2 separate regions of the Macaca mulatta genome follow, and region 2 is linked to region 1. A link is a contact called in public Hi-C data. All regions are on one chromosome and are shown on one strand. The core of a region is the stretch at or near the end of the contact, and the rest is flanking DNA. Distances in the headings are between cores, read along the strand shown. Region 1 has its middle 45 kb from the start of LRRC30. Region 2 holds the start of PTPRM (protein tyrosine phosphatase receptor type M).

Region 1 (4,894 bases), core at 1,299-3,798:
CACCGGGACATACAGGTTTGCTGTTAGAGTTAAGACTTGATGTTGCCCAGAGTGAATGAAGCTACAGACAATTGCTGCAGAGTTCACAGACCCTCTGTAGACATGACATAAACAAGATGTTGAGGCTGAGGCTGCTGAATAACTCCTGTCTGGTGAGAGCATGACCATAACTTCCAGAGAAAGAGACAAAACAAGGCTTCTGTCACCCTTCCACCTTCCAAATATCAAGTGAGTTTATCTCACTGATAGAGTTAAAGGTGTATGCAAAGCACCTGTAGCAAGGGAGAAGGGGAACTGTCGTTTTCAAGCTTCTGGGCTGTGAACCATAAGAAAAAAACAGAAGGTAATATATTGCCAAAGGTAAACCAGACCTAACCTTTGTCTTAAATATTTCTGTTCTGGTATCTTTCCTTCATCAACCAACCACCTTCGTGTCTCTTTCAGCCACTGTAGGCTTCAGGTTGGTCTTGTCCATTGTTGATTATTGTCCAGTGCATTTCCTAGATCAAAGGCAGTGGCTACGTACATAGTCTTCAAAATCATTCCTCATACACTTCTGTTTTCTCTCCTTTGGACCTCAACCTTACCAATCCCTTCTACCTCTACTTTTCCCAAATTTAGAAAAAATGCAGGCCAGGCATGGTGGCTTATACTTGTAATCCTAGCAACTTGGGAGGCTAAGGCAGTTGGATCACCTGAGGTCAGGAGTTCGAGACCAGCCTGGCCAACATGGTGAAACCTTGTCTCTACTAAATATACAAAAATTAGCTGGGAAACCCCATCTCTACTAAAAATACAAAAATTAGCTGGGCGTGGTGGCACAGGCCTGTAATCCCAGGCTGAGGCAGGAGAATTGCTTGAACCCAGGAGGCGGGGGTTGCAGTGAGCCAAGATCGTGCCATTGCATTCCAGCCTGAGCAACAGAGCGAGATTCCATCTCAGAAAAAGTAAGGAAAAAATGCAGGCCAGCCTCGGTGACTCACACCTGTAATCCCAGCATTTGGGAGGCTGAGGTGGGTGGATCACCTGAGGTCAGGAGTTCGAGACCAGACTGGCAAACATGGCAAAACTCCGTCTCTACTAAAAATACAAAAATGAGTTGGGAGTGGTGGCAAAGGCCTGTAATCCCAGCTACTCAGGAGGCTGAGGCACAAGAATCGCTTGAAGCTTGAACACCCAGGAGGCAGAGGTTGCAGTGAGCCAAGATCATGCCACTGCACTCTAGCCTGGATGACAGAGCAAGACTGTCTCAAAAAAAAAAGAAAAAATGCATAAGTAAACATCCTATCAAAGAATGGAAATGCCAATACCTATGAAATCGATGAGATTTAACAACGAAGACGTTACCATCATGATGAAAGCTGTTGAAAAGCATCGTAGCTAGGTCTAGTTTAAAAGTGCATTAATTCGACTCAACATTTTCATGTAACAAAAGAGCCACAGTGGCATTTTGACATGCTTCCCTCTGCTTGGATCTGATTTATATGAAAAGTAAAACCATGCTAAGAGACCATGAGGATGTCACGGGTGTGGAGGGGTGTGAAAAGATAGACTGAGGAAATTTTATAAGGAACTTCTGGCAAAAGAGAGGAAATAAGCTGTGCTATGGTGTGACCTTTAGTGAAATTGTGTGTCACATTTGAGCAATAAAAGGAAATGAGTCAACCAACTCCCTTCTCCCGTCTAGGCTGGGAGCCATGTGCTGAGGACCAATACTCCAGTCCCACTTGCTCCTCCTCCCGCCGCTGCCAGGCTGGGTCGCAGCCTCCGGGGATGAGAATGCGGTTCTGTGAGTGTGCCAGGGACTCAACTATTGTCTCAGGGCTCCAAACCCCAGTCCGCACTCTGCCCTGTGAGGGTGGGGTTGAACTGTGAGCCACATCCTTGCTGTGCCTCCAGCTTCCTGCCAGGCTGTGCCAGTGGAAGGTGCTAGAAGGAACTGGTAAGGAGGGAAGAGCAAGGAGGGACTTGATTTTCCTGTCCATTCCCCATTCTTGAGTGCCCACACTCCCTCCCAGCCATGTCAGTCCCTCACCGTAGCAGCAGCTGAATCCAGTTTGCAGTGTTTCTAACACTCACAGCCAACCCCATCACACACACCCAGAGACCAGCAGCAGCTGAGCAGCTCTGCGGGCCCCTGAGCTTTTAGGTCCTGGTGTCCCTAGCCTCAGGGGTGGCAGCCACTCCCTGCTGTTACCTCCTCCCTGGCATCCACCATTCTCCTTTTGTTTTTTTAGTTCCCCGGCTTCAACCGAATGCATGGTTTACAATTCTTTATTATTATATTGTCTCTCTTCAGATAACTGGTGTGGTTTGTTCCCTGGCTGAACGCTGGCTGATACCATATACAAAATGGAGTTTTTGGAATCCTGGAGGCTTTGCATGAGTATGTGCTGAATGAATGAGTGAGTGAAGGAGTGAGTGAGCCAGGGCTCCCACTGCTGTCTGCAGCTGTCCATGCGCTGTGCACCTCGCAGGAGGAAATCAAGGCGCAGCTCAGAGCCCTCAGCCTCAGCCTCAGCCTCCCTCTCCTTGTTGCCGGGACTTTCATCCAGCTTTGGGGCTCCCTCCTGTGGGCTCTGCTGGTGTCAGACAGGGCAGCAGACACAGTCTCTGAACCCCAGGGTAAACATGGCCCCCGCCAGATGCGCCCTTGTGTCTGCACGAGGCCACTTGGAGCTACCGGGGATGGCCAGTCGAGCTCTGCGTGTAAAACACAGCTTTTCTGTTGTCTCTGCAAGGCCTTCACATACAGCTCCCGAACTCCGGCAAATCTCAAACCTAAATACCCTGCTCCAGGAAAGAAAGGAGCCAGGGGGAGAAGTCTGGTTGACTATTACCCAACTGAAGTCCCACAGTAGGAAGTAAATGAACCTGATTAAAGAAAATGGAGTACATTTCTGGCTTGGCAGAGAAAAAAATATATAAATAAATTTTTATATGGGCCTGAAATTTTCCCTTGTTACTTACTTGGGAGCTGGAATCCTAAAACGAGAGTGCCACCTGCTGGCCATCGTCAGACCCGGACCGGAACATCGCGGGTATTTCAAGGCAGGCGCCCTGAGTGGCACAATCTGGGCTAAAGCAGTCTATGTGAACACCGCACAAAGGATTCTAGGCGTGACTGCCGTGGCCGTGTAGTTTCCACAAGGTGTTTGGCCCTGTCCAGAGTGTGTGGACTTGCTGCCTGTCCAGCACCAGGCACTCCTCTGTAAAAGTGCCTCTGTGAGGCCAGGCGTGGTGACTCACGCCTGTAATCCCAGCACTTTGGGAGGCCAAGGCCGGCGGATCACCTGAGATCAGGAGTTCGAGACCAGCCTGGCAAACATGGTGAAACACCAACTCTACTAAATATACAAAAATTAGCCGGCATTGTGGCATGTGCCTGTAATCCCAGCTACCCAGGAGGCTGACTCAGGAGAATCGCTGGAACCCAGGAGGCAGAGGCTGCAGTGAGCCGAGATCACGCCACTGCACTCCAGCCAGGGCGACAGAGCAAGACTCAGGAAAAAAAAAAAAAAAAAAAAAAAGTGCCTCCGTGGAACCTCTGGGGTATCCCTGCTTTCTGACAAAACTCTTGGCAGATGAAACCGAAATGGCACAGTTCATGTGTGGAAATAAGTGATTATGGCTTCAGATTAGATACAATAAGTAGATTACAAGAACCCGTGCCAGGGAACCATAGCATGATAGAGCCAGAAGGAGGCCTTCCAGTATTCTTTATGAGAAAGCCATAGTGAGTCTTATTTTTAAAAGTAATTTCAACCTTTATTTTATATGCCAGGGGTACAAATGCAGGTTTGTTACCTGGGTATATTGCGTGATGCTGAGGTTTGGAGTCTGAATGATCCTGTTACCCAGGTACTGAGCACAGTGTCCATTAGGTAGTTTTTCAGCCATTACCCCCGTCTGTCCCTCCCCACTCTGGCAGTCCCCAGTGTTGACTGTTCCCTTCTCTATGTCCATGAGGACCCAATGTTCGGCTCCCACTTATTATTATTATCATTGAGACTGAGTGTCGCTCTGTCGCCCAGGCTGGAGTGCAGTGGTGCGATCTCGGCTCACTGCAACCTCCACCTCCCGATTTTAAACGATTCTCCTGCCTCAGCCTCCCAAGTAGCTGGGACTACAGGCGCCCACTACCACACCCGGCTAATGTTTGCATTTTTAGTAAAGACAGGGTTTCACCGTGTTGGGGCCACGCTCGTCTCAAACTCCTGACTTCAAGTGATCCCCCTGCCTCGGCCTCCCAAAGTGCTGGGATTGCAGGCGTGAGCCACTGCACCTGGCGTTGGCTTCCGCTTATAAGTGAGAACATGTGGTATTTGCTTTCCTGTTTCTGCATTAATTTGCTTAGAATAATGGCCTCCAGCTGCATCCATGTTGCTGCAAAGGACATGATTTTGTTCTTTTTATGGCTGTGTAGTATTCCACAGTGTATATGTACACATTCCACATTTTTAAAAAATCCTATCCATTGTGAGTGACCATCTGGCTTGATTCCGTGTCTTTGATATTGTGGGTAGTGATCATGAATCTTGTGAATGGGGGCAGTGGTTGACAGTTTGTAGTTACCATTTTAGGGTATTGGAGAGGATGGTCCCATGTAAGAGCTTTGAAACTACTGGTGATGATGAGGATGATGATGATGGTGATAATAAATAGTACTTGTTAACCCCCTCCCTGAGGGGAGGTGAGACACATTTCCCGGTTTCCGAAACCCCCAATAAAAAATGTAGTACTTCTAGACAAAATTAAATGAGGATTAAAATGCAAATATACCACAGAAAAGAAAAAAACAAAACAAAACATAGACTCATTTGTGTGACTCCAAAGCTCAAAGGGTTTCCAATTAAATGACTTCCTGAAACAAGTTTTGGAGTGGTGCATGTGT
Region 2 (4,894 bases), core at 1,650-4,149, 270 kb before region 1:
CATAGCTGATCCTTGCACATATGAAATTTGCCAACTTCACTTTTCACTTTTTTTTTTTTTTTGAGATGGATTCTCACTCTGTCACCCAGGCTGAGGTGCAGTGGTGCCATCATAGCTCACTGCAACCTCGAACTTCTGGACTCAAGCGATTCTCCTGCCTCTGCCTCTAGAGCAGCTGGGACCACAGGCACACGCCACCACACCCAGCTAATCCAATTTCACATTTTTTAAAGTTCAACGTTTCTGAGGCATGGCTTGGATGCTGCCCTTTACCCACGAACATGCCAGGATAACTCTGGCTTTCTAGATAAGAAAACACATTTCACTTTATGGTATGATAACTCAAACAAATAGATATATTTCTTCCAAATGAAAAATCAGGCTAAATTTTAGTAGAAGTCTATTTTGGCTTGACTGATCATTTACATCAGCCTTAACAAGGACATGGGTCAGTACAACTGAGGCTGAAATCCTTTTTGGTGATGAGGAAACCATGGTTTAAATAAGCAATATAAATATTTGTTTCCACCCCCTTGCACGCAATTTAAAAATCCATCCAAATGATATTTGACACAGCTTAACTTTAAACAAATCCCAAGCAGGGAGTTATGGATTTTAATAAAGAGAAAACCATCACTAGGGCTCTCATACTTCGCTTCTAATATTAATGAGTTACCAGGCTCTCAAATTGGCGAGTGCTACTCTATTATTCACTAATAAGAACGCAGACCAAATTCTGCATCCGTTTTATAATCGGACGACAGTGCATCACTGTGTTCAATCCTCTGGAGCACGTGCAATTACCAGGCAGTTAGGGAAACACAAAACTTGGAGAAAGGATATTTCTGTATTGAAGGTGATGGTTTGGGTTTCAAAACCTACAAGTTCCACTCCTTCTCTGAGGCCAACTGTGATCAAGGGTCCTGCAGATCAGCAACACACAAGACACAACTAATGTGCCTGTGAGTCCAGAGCTCCAGCAGCCAATGGTCCTGGACTCCAAGAAAATAAAAAGGTTTCCACGCACCAGAGGACCAAAGGTTTTTACTGCTTAAAATATGCTCTTTACTGTTCATGAAAGTCCCCTTCATCTAATTCTTAAAAAGCCCAACTTACTCATTCAACTCACTTGTTCCCAAACGCTGAGACCTATTTTGCAAAAACCAAGTTTAAGACAAAGGAGCAGGTTTTTTTAATTAAAAGAAAAAGGAAGCCCACCGCCCCCACTGCATGTGGACCTTAATGAAACTAATCTAATAAACACTAGAAAGGTGTGCAAATGGGCCAGCATTTGCCGTCCATCCACCTGTGTCATCCAGGTAATAAAGGTGATCCTGGAGGTTGTAAACCCCTGTGACAGCGTGCCGGATTCGGCCCCACGCCGGACCCCCGACTCCGATCCACAGATCCTCTCCATGAGGGGCTCCCCTGGGCTTAGAACGCCCCCGCGTGCGCGTGCAGGCACACACGCGCGCACACTCACACGCTTGCTCGCACACCGCCAGTGCCTCTCCTTCCCACCTGGGACCCCCGAGCAGCCGGGCTGGGTGAACAAGTTGCCGCTGGCCGCGCGCTCCGCTAGGGGGCCGAGGGTGGGGAGGGGGAGCCCAGCGGGGCGCAGGGCCGTGGCTACCAGGGCCTGGGGACCTGCCCGCTCCCTCCGCGGCCGCCGAGCCCTCCCGCTGGGACCGGCAAGGAACTCCCCCGGCTTCTCCGCAGACGCTGCGCGACCGCGGGGACCTACCAGGGTCGCCAACCGCGCCGGGCAGGGGGCGACAGGGAGGGCAGGACACCGGGAGATCGCCGCCGCCCAAGCGGCCGCCAGGTCCCGGCTTTCGCTGCGGGCGCAGCCGAACACCGGCGGCCTGGGCCCGGCCGCTGCTCGGGGTCGGCGGAGACCGCGCAGCGCCTACGCCAGGCGGCCCGGTGGCTGCAACTGGGAACTTCAAGCAAAGTTTTCTGCTGTTCCTTTTGCAGCCGGCCAGGGACTCATAGTGGCAGCCGCCCAACCTTGAGCACTAGCCCAGGCCGCGGGAGGACGGAAGCCGAGCTGGGAGTCCCGGCTGGGGAGCTTGCCCTCGGGGTTCGTCCGCTCCGCCCGCCCGAGGACTGGGCGCCTGCCAGCCCCACGGCCCCTCGCCCAGCGCCCGGCTCACAGGCAGAAGCCGTGTCCGGCCCGCCGCGCCTCCCGCCCGGCCCCGACGCCAGCCTTAGCGCTCTACCACCAGGGAGCTGCCGGCGTCCCGCGCCGGCCCGCGCGTCTCGGGAACGGCAGAGGCGGTCCCGCTTACCTGAGAAGGTCTCGCCCGCCGCAGTTAGCAAAAGTCCGGCCAAAGTCGCCAGGCAAGTCCCAAGTCTCCTCATGGTGGTGAGTGCGCGCCGGGCCGCTCCCCGGCGGCGGTGGGTGGGCGCACGAGGGCGGTGGGGGCCGGGAGCTTTGGTTCCGAGGCAGCGAGGAGGGAAGGGTAAACAGCAGAGCACTGAGCCAAGCCCCCAAGGTGCCAACAGTTGCAGAAGTCCGAACTCCAGCGGCTCCAGGGGCGCGGGCACAGGGTCCTGGGTCCTCCTCCCCTGTCCCTGGACCCACTCGGCGTCTGGCGCCGCTGTCAGAGGGAGCTGAGGGCGAGCCCGCGGAGCCAAAATCTTCCCTCGGTTCCGGTGGCTGAGCTCGCCGCCTCTCGCCTTCCCCTGCCCGGGACCCGGGACCCGAGCTGCCGGCCGTGGCCGTGGCGGTGGCGGTGGCCGTGGCCGTGGCAGCGCGCGTCCCGCCCGCTGCCTCTCCACAGGCAGCCCAGAGCCCAGCCCCGGGCGGCGGCGCGCCGATGACCGAGCCCGCGCCGGCTGCGCGCGGGGCTCTTGCTCCCCGACTGACTGGCGGTGCCCCGCAGGCCGGCTGAAGGGAGCGCTCACGTCACGGCCGCCCGGCACCGCCGCGGCCCGCTAGAGGGCGTGAGCGCCCGCGCCCCGCCGGCCCGCGCCCGAGCGCCTCCGGGAGCTCTGCTGGGGGCGGCCCCGCGGCCACCGCCACTGCCGCCGCCGAAGCGGGCGTCAGCCGCGCGGGGAGGAGCGGCCACCAGGCTCCCCCCGCCCACCTCCTCGCCCCGGCCGCGTCTTCTATTTTGGTGGCTGGCTCTGGGGAGGGTGACTGTGGAAGGGGCTGTGCCGCCGCCAGAAGTTTGTCCCGGGTCACGAGCCGCGAGTAGTTTGTGAGCGCGGCCGGGCGGGACCAGCGGCCTGCGACCCAGCGGGCCGAGCCAGGCGGCTTCGAGCCCGGCGCCGGACGGCGATGTCACCGCACAGGGCCAGCTGCACCCGGAGTCGCCGGGCCTGCGCTCCTCGGCGGCTGCGGGAAACGCGAGCCAGGCGATCGCGGAGGCTCCAGAGGGCTGCGAGGTCCTCTGCGCCGCGGGCGGAGCGAAGTTGGCGGGCGCCGGGAGATGGCGCGGGAGCCGGGAGCGCAGAGCCCCGCGATCGCCAGCCCGCTCCCGGCCGGGCCCGCGGGGTACACGCCGCTGGCCCCGAGCAGTGGCGCCCGGGAAGCCGTTTCTGCTGTTCTGCCTCCTAATCATGCCTCGGCGTCCCGTGTGGGCCCGGAGCGAGCCGCAGGCAGTACACGGAAGGCGGTGGTCACACCAAAACCAGGGTTTGGACATAACCCGTGGTTTCTGTATCTGGTGCAAAGTGCTGGGAAACGGGAGAAAGAAAAGTGGGGAGTGAATCAAGGAATGTCTTGAAATATTTTAGTTTTACTATTTTGGGTCTGAGTGAATAAAAAAACCTTACAATGCTTCAGCAAAGAGTAAATTTTTTATTTTAATTGTAAAATTTTTTGTAAGTGATCCTTCTATCTTCCAGGGAATAAGCACATTGAGCCAGCACCAACCAGACAGCTGTAAGCTCCTGGCCTAGCTAACTGAACGCAATAGAAGGGTTGGGAAGAGGTTAAATTAGGAACCAAAGTAACTGAGTGACAGGGTTCTAGCAATGATTCTGGCTAGAAGGCAAACCGGTGATGCAGAGGCACCCGGGAGTTCTCCTGCATTTTTCCCACAAGAGGGGTCCTCTGCTCAGCGCTCACTGCTTTCTAGTGCTTATAAAGACGCAAAAAATAAATGGATTCTACTCTCAAATTGACCCTGTCTCCAATGTACACCAGAACCAAGAAAGATAGAGCTGTCATCCTCCTAAGGCAAATTTGGGGACTAGAAGACTTTTGCCTTTAGTGTAGCAACCAACACTCCTCTTACTTCAGGAAGTCCACTTAGTAGATACTTTCCAGACCTGTTCTTTAGAAGTCTCTATATTAATCATTTACTTGTTAATATGACCTTACATCATCCTGCCACTTCTCCCAACTATGTGCTTATGGAACCTTATCTTTAATTGTGAAATGAACATTGAAATCTCAGGAAGGAAGCAGTGTCTTCAAGATCAGCAAGTGCGGAGAGTCAAATCTGCAACCTAGGCTTTCAATTTTGATGTACTTGTGTTCTATACTGGAGTTCAAATTTGCTTTTTTTTAAAAAAAAATAGTAATAGGCTTTTCAATGGAGTTTTTCTGCTAGTGGGAGGACAGAGGTGCAAGCTAGGGGGATAAAAGTTGATCTTGATAAGTAACTTCTTTAAATTAGGTGAAGTTAATATTAGGGTGGGATTTCATTTGCGAAGTATTTTAATTCTTTCAGCAAATATCTGCTGAGGCAATACCATATGTCAGGCACTGTGCTAAGTACTGGAAGTTGTCTTAGGCTGGGTTCCCTCAGAAACAGACCTGGAGGTTAGGATTTAACTATAAGTGGTTTCGAATTGGGGAAGTGATCCCAGAAATCACTATAAGGAAGGTGAGACAGCAAGACAGAGGGAAAAAAAGCAGACATTGATATGGGATGTGTCA

What was found. A called contact is a pair of places that touch in the nucleus more often than the background predicts.
Region 2: a contact with region 1 is called in a Hi-C map of liver, with 9 times the contacts expected there. The contact joins the promoter of PTPRM here to the enhancer-like site in region 1. A contact is called at or near these places in 5 of 14 Hi-C or Micro-C datasets (blood, fetal cortex germinal zone, fetal cortical plate and 2 more).

Annotation. Positions count from the first base shown.
Region 1 is chr18:78,361,990-78,366,883 of T2T-MMU8v2.0, reverse strand. No RefSeq gene overlaps it. Among named protein-coding and RNA genes, the nearest start is that of LRRC30, 45 kb to the right of the region's middle. Within about 2 kb of position 2,548, at least 15 of the 40 cell types and tissues checked have an H3K27ac peak or open chromatin away from gene starts, as enhancers often do.
Region 2 is chr18:78,632,458-78,637,351 of T2T-MMU8v2.0, reverse strand. It overlaps PTPRM (protein tyrosine phosphatase receptor type M), which reads right to left and starts at 2,899. Exons shown (of 34, transcript XM_077975163.1): 1 at 2,292-2,899. It overlaps LOC106994417, which reads left to right and starts at 55. Exons shown (of 3, transcript XR_013408328.1): 1 at 55-2,368.